Linked DNA regions of Arachis hypogaea: region 1 is linked to region 2. A link is a contact called in public Hi-C data. All regions are on one chromosome and are shown on one strand. Each heading gives the region's core, a stretch centred on a gene start, on an enhancer-like site or on the middle of the called end of the contact. The rest is flanking DNA. Distances are from core to core; before and after follow the strand shown. Region 1 holds the start of LOC114927559. Region 2 holds the start of LOC112794247 (peroxidase 7).

The links. Hi-C and Micro-C count contacts between places; a contact is called where the count stands out from the background.
Region 1: a contact with region 2 is called in a Hi-C map of leaf, with 5 times the contacts expected there. The contact joins the promoter of LOC114927559 here to the promoter of LOC112794247 in region 2. A contact is called at or near these places in 2 of 8 Hi-C or Micro-C datasets (leaf and an unstated tissue).

Annotation. Positions count from the first base shown.
Region 1 is chr4:21,136,210-21,141,164 of arahy.Tifrunner.gnm2.J5K5, reverse strand. LOC114927559 reads right to left here and starts at 2,514. Exons shown (of 1, transcript XM_029297582.1): 1 at 1,969-2,514. The coding sequence starts at 2,514. The coding sequence ends at 1,969.
Region 2 is chr4:20,602,832-20,607,736 of arahy.Tifrunner.gnm2.J5K5, reverse strand. It overlaps LOC112794247 (peroxidase 7), which reads right to left and starts at 1,983. Exons shown (of 3, transcript XM_025836349.3): 1 at 1,668-1,983; 2 at 786-1,128. The coding sequence starts at 1,961.

The DNA of each region.
Region 1 (4,955 bases), core at 1,265-3,764, 530 kb before region 2:
AGTCCTTTCTAGGATCAGACGTGAACTGGGTCATATATCGTTGGATTTTTGAGTTAGAACGAATGAAGTATTTAAGAACAGACAACAAAGAATGGGTTCTTTTTCCACTACAAAAATAAACGGCATCCATGAAATGTAAAATCAGAACATTTCAGTTGAAAACCAAAAGAGGAATACAATCTATGGGTTCTTTTTCCACTACAAAAATAAATGGCATCCATGAAATGTAAAATCAGAACATTTTAGTTGAAAAATAAAAGAGGAATACAATCTGTGGGTTCTTTTTTCACTACAAAAATAAATGGCATCCATGAAATGTAAAATCAGAACATTTCAGTTGAAAAACAAAAGAGGAATACAATCTATATGCTATAATGATTTTTTCCATTTCGTTTTGAAAAAACCTACTACAACTGATAAAAGAACTCACCTTTCTGTTGAGGATGTCTGGTTGAAGATGTGCTTCACCTGTCACAACGATAACGAAACTGCTATAGCAACGTGGACGCAGATGGGAAGCTACGCTGGCAGTGCTGAAGAAGAAAGCCAAACAGGTTAAGACAACGATAGGTATTCTCTTCTTCCGGAAAGATTGAAATTAGGGATTGTAATTTCTGTAATTGAAAGGGTAATTATGTCTTTTTACTAATATTTTCTCTCCTATCTCAGTTTTCTGCCGAACTATGAGGTGAAAAATTTTAAATGGGCCCAGGCGTACTTTTTTATTTTCCGTTTATTTTCCTTCCTGATCCAAACGAAGGAAAATCAAATTTTTCGTCCCTTTTCTTCTCCCCCATTTTCTTTCTTTCCAAAATCATCTCATCCAAACAAAGTGTTATAGTTGTTTTTTGTTAGCTGGAAGAAGAGCCTCTAAGATAACCTTTCTCTTGTTCTTGTCAATTTCAATCCTTTGTTTCTGCACCAAGAATCCAAGAAAATTTCCTGCACTAATATCAAAAATACATTTTAAGGGATTCATTTTTAATTTATGCTTTCTCATTCTTTCAAATGCTTTTTTAAATTTTCTAGATGCTCTTTTTTAGCATTTGATTTGACAACCACATCGTCAACATAAATTTTCATAAAATTTTCAATAAAGTCATGAAAAATTTTATTCATCGCCCTTTGATAAGTTGCACCAGCATTTTTAAGTCCAAATAACATCACAATCTATTCAAAAGTTCCTAAAGCACCTGGACACTTAAATGCAGTTTTTGACATATCTTCTTCAGCGATATATATTTGATTATAACCTGAATATCCATCCATAAAATATAAAATTTCATGAGCGGCAGTAGAATCTATCAACATATCAGCTATAGGCATTAGACATTCATCTTTTGGTGTTGCAGAATTTAAATATCTAAAATCAATGCAAATCCTTAATTTTCCATTAATTTTCATGACAGGAACAACATTAGAATTCCAGTTGACATACCTTGTTGTTCTTATGAATTTAGCCTTAAGAATTCTTTCAATCTCTTCTTTAATCTTCTGCACGACTTCAGGAGCAAATCTCCTTGGTGGCTGCTTGATAGGTTTGATATTGGCCTTCAGTGGCAATTGATGCTCTACTAATTTATAACTCAAACCTGGCATTTCTTCATAATCCCATGCAAAATAGTCACAATATTCCTTTAATATCTCCACTATTTCTTTTTTGAAATCATCAGGCAATATCTTGCTCACACATGTCGGTCTAGGATGATCACCGTTACTAATATCTACCTCATCCAAATGATCTTGCACCTCAACTTTCTTCACATTGTCAGTATTATTTTTTTCAAAACCTAAAGGACCATCATCATATATACAATCATAAGGTACACTGTCAATGCACCCTTCTCTGTCCGCCATATAGGCTGACAGCCGAGCCAGTTGGCTCGTCAAACTTATCATCTACGTCTCTCCTGAGGCCGTATCTGCCCCGACCTTAGGGACCAAAATAAAACCATTCATATCTATTTTTCACATCTCAATTTTTTCAGGATTAAATGCCTTAGTGTCAACTGTCAGCGGCTTGACTCCAGGATTATACATCCTGAACTCCACATGCATTTCATCATAGTAACAGGTACTATTGTCAGCAAGAACTTCTTCCACTCCTCCATCTTCATTCCAAAAAATTAATTTTTGATGTGAAGTGGATGCAATAGCACCCATTCCATGAATCCAATCATGTCCCAAAAGCAAGTTAAAACCAGCTTTAGATGGAACAACAACAAACAGAGTTAGCCTATTGACAGAACCAACCTCAATTGACAGTAGAACCACACCTCTAACAGAAGAAGTCCTTCCATGAAAATCTGTCATCCCAATGCTACTTTTGATCAAATCTTTTTTAGTCTTTCCAAGCCTTCCCATCATTCTTTCAGGCATGAGATTGATAGCAGCTCCCCCATCAACGGAAATCTTATTGACTATCCTTCCATCAACACGAGTCTTGATATGCAGTGGACACAAATGTTCCTTATCATTTTCAGTAGGTTTCTCAAACAATCCTCCACCACACATAATGTAATCTAACAATAAGCATTTGCTTCCAGGAAAGACATCATAACAATCATCTTCTAATGATTCCACTTTTCAGACTTGACTATACTCCTCAGGTAGTATTGACACCACAGCTATAAGTTGCTTAACACCAAATATCACTTCTAAGTTGTCATCAAAACCAGTGTCAATATTGTTAGTAATTAAATCTTCATCTTTTTCTCCCTTATTTTCAACCATTACCTTCTTTTCAGCAAGATTCTTCTTTACATTTTTATTGCATTTAGGATGATTGAAAGAATTGCCTGTTTTTGCAGACTTAGCCATGGTTGGCAAAGGAGAAAAATCTACACTGTGCCCCTTGTATGGATCTAAAGGAACATACTCAGGTATATTCTCTTTTTTCTCAAAGGTTGTAAAAGAAGAATACTTTGGAATATTTTGACAATTTGGCCAAGGAGAATAATTAGGAACCTGCTGCATGTTAGGATTATAACAAGAATAAATTAGCTTTGAGGGAATAGGTATATTTTTTGGAATATATGCACTACCTCCATCTTGTGCATGATTCATGTTCCATAACTAGGACTCGTAGTACCTGAGCTTAAAAGGTCTAGGCCTCACCCACTTGTTTTGCCTTCTTGAGAAAGCGGTAGGTTGATTCTACACATTTTTCACATTTTGGACCCATTTATTATTTGAAATTTTGGTGGAAAGAATCCTTGTCTTTTGAGAAAATCCATTGAGTTTTCCATCAATCATGACTACAGTCTTCATCTTCTAGTTGACGGGTTGTATCCCAGCGCTGTTGACACACTTGTTCAAAGAAATCTGACCATCCAACTTTTGTTTTTCCTCAGCTATCTTTCGTTTTAGCTCATTGGTTTCATTCTCTTTTTCAACTCAGCCTTTTCTTTCTCTTCAATTTTGTACTTTTAAAACTTCTTTGTATCTTCCTTGTAAAAAACAGCACTGCACTTTGAGTACATAGCGATAATGCTGTCAGATTCTTTAATTATCAATAAAAAATCTATCAAATCCTCACAAGGATGAGGATAAACTGGCTTTTTGTCTTGCTAAAAAATTCTCAGGTCTTTATTTTCATCTTGATCACTAGTCACTATAGCGTCAATTCCTACCATGTTGACTAACAAATTGAATGACTCAACATAATTTGAATCAACATCAAACGGTTCAGTGTCCACCTTCATAGCAGTTTTATCCTCAAACTTCAACCTTCCCTCCTCAATAAATTTTTGTATCAAATCCCTGAAATGGACGCAATTATTAATGGTTTGTGAGAATACCTGATGAAATTTACAAAATTTTTTATTCTTTATTTCATCAGTTGAAGGCATATTTTTTCCTTCCGGTAAAATAAGCTGCTTATCTTTTGATAAAACTTCAAATATTTGATCTGCCTTATAAATATCAAAAGAATAGGTCTTATTTTCAATTTTGAAATATGAAGAAACTTTTTCTTTTCCTTTAACAGACTTCAAAGATTTGCATACATAAGGAGGACCCCCACGTAATTCAGCAATATAAACTTCTTTCTCATCTGAATCATTGCTATCGGAAAACAATCAACATATGCAACCTTTTTAGAACCCTTTTTGAAAATTTTTTTCTTTCTTAATTTGTTCTATTTGTCTTACTCTCTCAACTAACTGAGAAAGATATAAAGAATGTTGATTGACAAGTTTCTTCCTAATTCGAAATTCTAACCCATTAGTATCCATTTTGACAACTTTTGTTTCTGGAATCAGAGTAAAACACTTATTTCTCATGTTTCTAAACCGTGCCAAATAAGTGACAATAAATTCTCCCTTTGCACGTTTGACAGAGAATAAATCTGCAAGGCTAACTTTCAATTCACCTCAAAAAAATTGATCATGAAAATTTCTTTCTAACTGTGCACAAGTATGAATAGAATTTGGTCTCAAGTTGGAGAACCATGTAAATGCATTTTTTGTTAAAGAAGAAAGAAAATATCCCATCTTGAGATATTCATTAGAAGCTGCTTCCCCAATTTCAACAGTACATCGAGCAATATGCTCTACTGTGGACTCATTTTCTTCTCCAAAAAAGTTTGTAAGGGATTTTGGAAATTTTCAACCCCTTGGAAGCTCTGCTTGTTGGACATATTCAGAAAAAGCGGACAAGAAATATGGCCTATTTAAGCAACCAACATTAAATCCCAAACGGTTTAAAACTTGTTCGACATTCCTAGTTAGATTGTAATGCCCCCATAAGTTGTTTTGCCTAAGTCTTTCCAACATATCATCAGCATTGTCTAGGCATATGAACATCATAATTAGGAATTGCTCCACCATTTTGGTTGACATTATCAAGCCCTAAACCTTGGTTATCATTTTCTTCTAAATTTACCACAGTAGCAATTCTATTAACTTGCTTGTTTAATTATTCAATTCTAGTGTTTGTGTTTTCTAAAAGAGGAT
Region 2 (4,905 bases), core at 734-3,233:
ATTATAGGAACTAATAAAATAATTAAACCTAAAAAAATACTCTTAACATCTGTATAAAAATATTATTATTATTAATTAATTATGTATTTAGATTATTTTAAAATCTTTTTTTGGTGAATATTATTTTTTAATTAAGAGTAAAGTATCGTTTTTGTCCCCAATGTTTGGGGTAAGTCCTATTTGTGTCCCTAACATTTAAATCGTCATATTTGTATTCCTAACGTTTATAAAAGTGATTCAATGTTATCCTACTATCAATTATACTAACAAATCAGATTATATCTTTTAATTATTCTCACTTGGATATATTCATTCTCAATTAGGTCCCACTTGAATGTGTTCGATTTTAATATTATATTCACTATTTGTGTTTAGATTCAATTATGTCCCTAAAAAAGTGAATTATGTAAATATTGTAGGAATTAGTTTCAACTTTTGATGAGCTATTTTTCAAAGTGGATCAACGATTCTATCCCAAACATTTGTATTCTAACTTCAAGAAGAGATTTTTAAAACTCAAACTACAGCGTTCATGTTGTGTAATTGACGGCAGGATAATATTAAATCACTTTTACAAACGTTAGGGATACAAATAGGACGATTTAAACATTAAGAAATACAAATAGGATTTACCCCAAACGTTGGGGACAAAAACAATACTTTACTCTTTAATTAATAAACCAAAGAGAATACATGTTAGTTATTAAAAAAAAACTAATATAAAAGTAACCCATAATAAAATTGAAAAAAATAATAGTTGAGTTATAAATATTTTGTTAGATTACCTGAAAGAACAACTAAGTCAAGGAGAGTCAAGCCCTTGGATTGAAAGAACTCAATCAAAGAAGTAATATTTTCACGGCCAATGGGAATGATTTGAGTTTCTTTAGCAATGGAGATTCTGCCATCTTTTCTACCATAAGGAACTGCCCAATAGGGTCCACCCAATTCAACAGTGGCATCCCTTGCAGCTGCACTTAGAATGTCAGCACAAGACACTGTGTTGGGGCAAATTCTCTCTAACTCTTCCTTTATATCATTAATCACTTTAAACCCCCTTAGCTTCTTGCTTGCTTCTGCTCTTCTCTCACTCCCATCATGGTCCAATAGAATGGACCCATCACAACCCTGTATCAAATAATTGATCAAGTAATTTGAGTTCGGATCTTAAAGAATCCTTCAAGAGCATCTCTAATATTGTTTTTTTTTTTCTTAAATTCTAGTCCCACTTATAAAAATAAGAGTAAAATAAATGAAAATATATAAGAAATTATTTTTTAGATTAGTCGACATCAGTTCATTTTTTTATTGTCGAAATTATTTTTTAGAATTTACAATTTAATGTTTAGACACTATAAAAAAAATTTAATTTTATCACGTTTAAAAGCGTATCAAAAAGTAAAAAAAAAAACATAACCACAAAACTGGCAATGCTTTTTTAATTATAGTCACAGTTTTTTAAATAGAGGAGTTAGCAGAATTTGTAATGTATAGTCATCAATTAATCATTATCAGTATTTTTAATAATATAAAATTATTCATTTTTCTTTTAATAATTAAGTACTAACCAGATTTTAATAAAAGTACATACCCTAAATTTTCTCTTTTAAACATCAGTAGTGACGACAATAAATTTAGTTTAATAGTTATGAAAAGTACATACATACCCTAACAACGCAATCATGAAATTGCAACCTGAGAAGACTCGCTGCCAAAGTGTGATCCTTTTGAATCCATACTTTGACTTTGTTATGTAGGATGGATTCAAATTCAGGACAACTTTTAAGATAGTAACCAAAAGAAAGAAGATTATCCAAAATGCTATCATCTAATGTTGGAACTTGGAGTGTGAAAACATTGTCACTTGGGACTGTCTCATCATCATTAGGATTGTTGGCTGAGGCTACAATGGTGTAAAGAAGCAAAAGGAGAAGGAATGTGAAGAAGGAAGAATTTGCCATATTCACTTTATATGAATTGTCATATAATAAATTTCTTCCTTCTGTGTGATATATACATGAAGATTAGAGGCATTGGTGGTTAGTAGTATATACATGTATTATAGACAAACGTGGGGCGCACCAAATTATTATGCATGCATGACATGCTAGCATGTAGCATTGTTTTCCTTTTTTTTTTTAAATGCAAAGTCGATCATGTCTAGCATGAAATAAATTAATATGTGTTTTCTTTTATTATTTGTCATTGGTATGAGGACTAATGACTGCATGATTGATCACCGTATGAGCATTATTGAATGAAAAATATAGAAAACCAACATTTGACAACAATAATTATTTATTATTTTTAAATTAAAATTAAAAAGATATTGATATCAATTAATTAGATATTTAAAAATTAGGGTCGTAACCATTGGAAGTGTTTGTAACGTGAAGTAATAAGAGTCACGCTATTTTCAATTCTCTATTACTGTTGAAGGTGCACAAGAAAAGTGTGAGAACAGAGCAGAAATGGAAACAGAGAGAAGTAATGAGAGTTCTTGTACAAGTTGACCAATCCTAACTTTCCAAAGAGTGTGGAGAACATAGACGGAAGCAGCGGTTTGGTCAGGATGTCCGCAACCTGTTCAGTGTTAGAGATGGGAAGCAGATGAATAAGACCTTCTTGGAACTTGTCGCGTACAATGTGGCAATCGGCCTCTATGTGCTTCGTGCGCTCGTGGAACACCGTGTTGGAGGCGATGTAAATTGCAGATTGGCTGTCACAGTAGGTGCTGATGGGCTTGGTGAGAGGCATTCCTAAGTCCTTCAAAATGAAACTGAGCCAAATAGCCTTCTTAGTAGCAGCGGCGAGCGCCCGATATTCAGCTTCGGCTGAACTGCAAGCAACTGTCACTTGCTTTTTGCTCTTCCATGAAATCAGGGCAGTGCCGATGTAGAAGCAGTAGGCTGTCACAAATCTTCTTGAATCAGGACATGCCGCCCAATCGGAATCAGCAAATCCAGTGACACAGAGATCAGAGGTGGCCGAGAATACTATACTAGTGGTAGGTGAAATTTTGATGTATCTGAGGATTCGATGGACAGCACTGAGGTGAGAAGTAGTGGGATGGTCAAGGTATTGACTTAACTTTATGGCAAAGCTAATGTCAAGTCGGGTGTTGGACAAATTGAGCAATTTGCTAACTAACTTTCGATATTCCGTAGAATCTGAGAGGGGAACGCCTTCAGTTTTACTGAGTTTGGTACTGTAATCCATAGGGGTAGAAGCAGGCTTACAGTTCTCAAAACCAGCATCCTTCAAGATGTTCATAGCATACTTTCTTTGATTAAGAAGAATGTGCAACCTCCACCCAAATAAAGAATTTCAAATCTCCAATATCCTTGATTTTGAACCTATCATCCAAGACTGTTTTGACAGCATTAACAGGGGCAGTGGTGGTGCATTTTGAGGTGCAATTTGTTTGAAAATTTGATAGTTCCATCTATGTTGCTAATGGTTTGTGCACCATTAGGCAACCGAATGATTATAGGAGCTATCTTGAAATGAGTTTGAAAATCTTCTAGGCAATAGCATACGTGAATAGTAGCTCCTGTATCTATTATCCAAGAACCATATTTTGATGCAGAAATGTTTAAAGCCAACACGCTTGACTTAAAATGCATGATATACACCAAGTTACCTTGATGAGGTACTTGTTCTAGAGTTGTGAGTTGGTTAGCACTGTGGATCTGCTTTGCCTCTCCCCTGTTGAATAAAGCTAGTAGGGCTGAGCTAGTAGGGCTGATTTCTGCTCTAGAGTAAAGTCAACATTGGAAGTTTCATTTTCTTCCACACAACCAGAATCGTCAATGCCATCGCCATTTATTTCAGCACTGAAATTCACTGCTCCCAAACCTCCATTCGAGTTCAGATTTTTCTGTCTAAGATGAGGAGGAAAACCATGTTTCTTGTAATATACATCCACTGTGTGGCCTCCTTTATCATAGTATGAACACTGCATTCTACCTTTTCCCATTTGTCCTCTCCCAGAGCCTTGGAGTCTACCTCCTCTACCTTTTTCTCTCCCTCTGCCTTGTGAGGCCTCGGCAGTGTTGAAGGAATTGGTAGAGTGTAATAAGATCTTGGGGTCTATGGATCATCCATGGTTTGGTTTTGCCTTTCTTGTCTAGTCATCATGGAAAACACAGTCTTTAAATCTGATAGGAGTTCCATTAGCATGACCTGAGCTCTAAGATTCGCAAACTGTTCATTAAGTCCTCTTAGGAATCAAGTTATATGATCTTTCATTCTATATTTTCGCATTTCTCTTAATCCACAAGTACACACAGATTCACAATTGCAGGGTGGAATTGGCCTAAAATCATCAAATTTTTTCCACAACGACTTCAATTTTGTGAAGTATTGTGTCACGCTCATTTTTCCTTGTCTTGTTCCGTATAGCTCCTCCTGCAGTTCTGTAATTCGAAATCTATCACCTTTATGGTACCTGTGTTTTAGGTCTTCCCATAGCTCATATGCAACCTTTTTCCACATCACGCTTCGGGTGATTTCAGGGTTCAGTGAGATTTTAATTCAGGCTAAGAAATATGTATTACATCTATCCCACAGTTCGAACAACGGATCATTCTTATCAGGTTTTTTTAAACTTCCATCAACAAATTTCAGCTTATTTTTCGATTTTAGGGCTAACAACATCGCATTGCTCCAACTACTGTAATTCTTGCCATCAAGAATGGTAGGGATGAGGGGAATACCAGTGTTTTCGGAAGGATGAAGGTAGAAGTGGCTCAATGAATCTTGACCAGGGTTGCTGCCGTTCCTGTTGAGGTGAGCCTGAATCGATGAGATCTGGTTCAAGAACTCCGCGATACCTTGAGGATCGAGGCCTTGGAAGGAATTGCCTTGGTTCATTTGGAGTTGCTCTAAATTTTGAGTTGGATC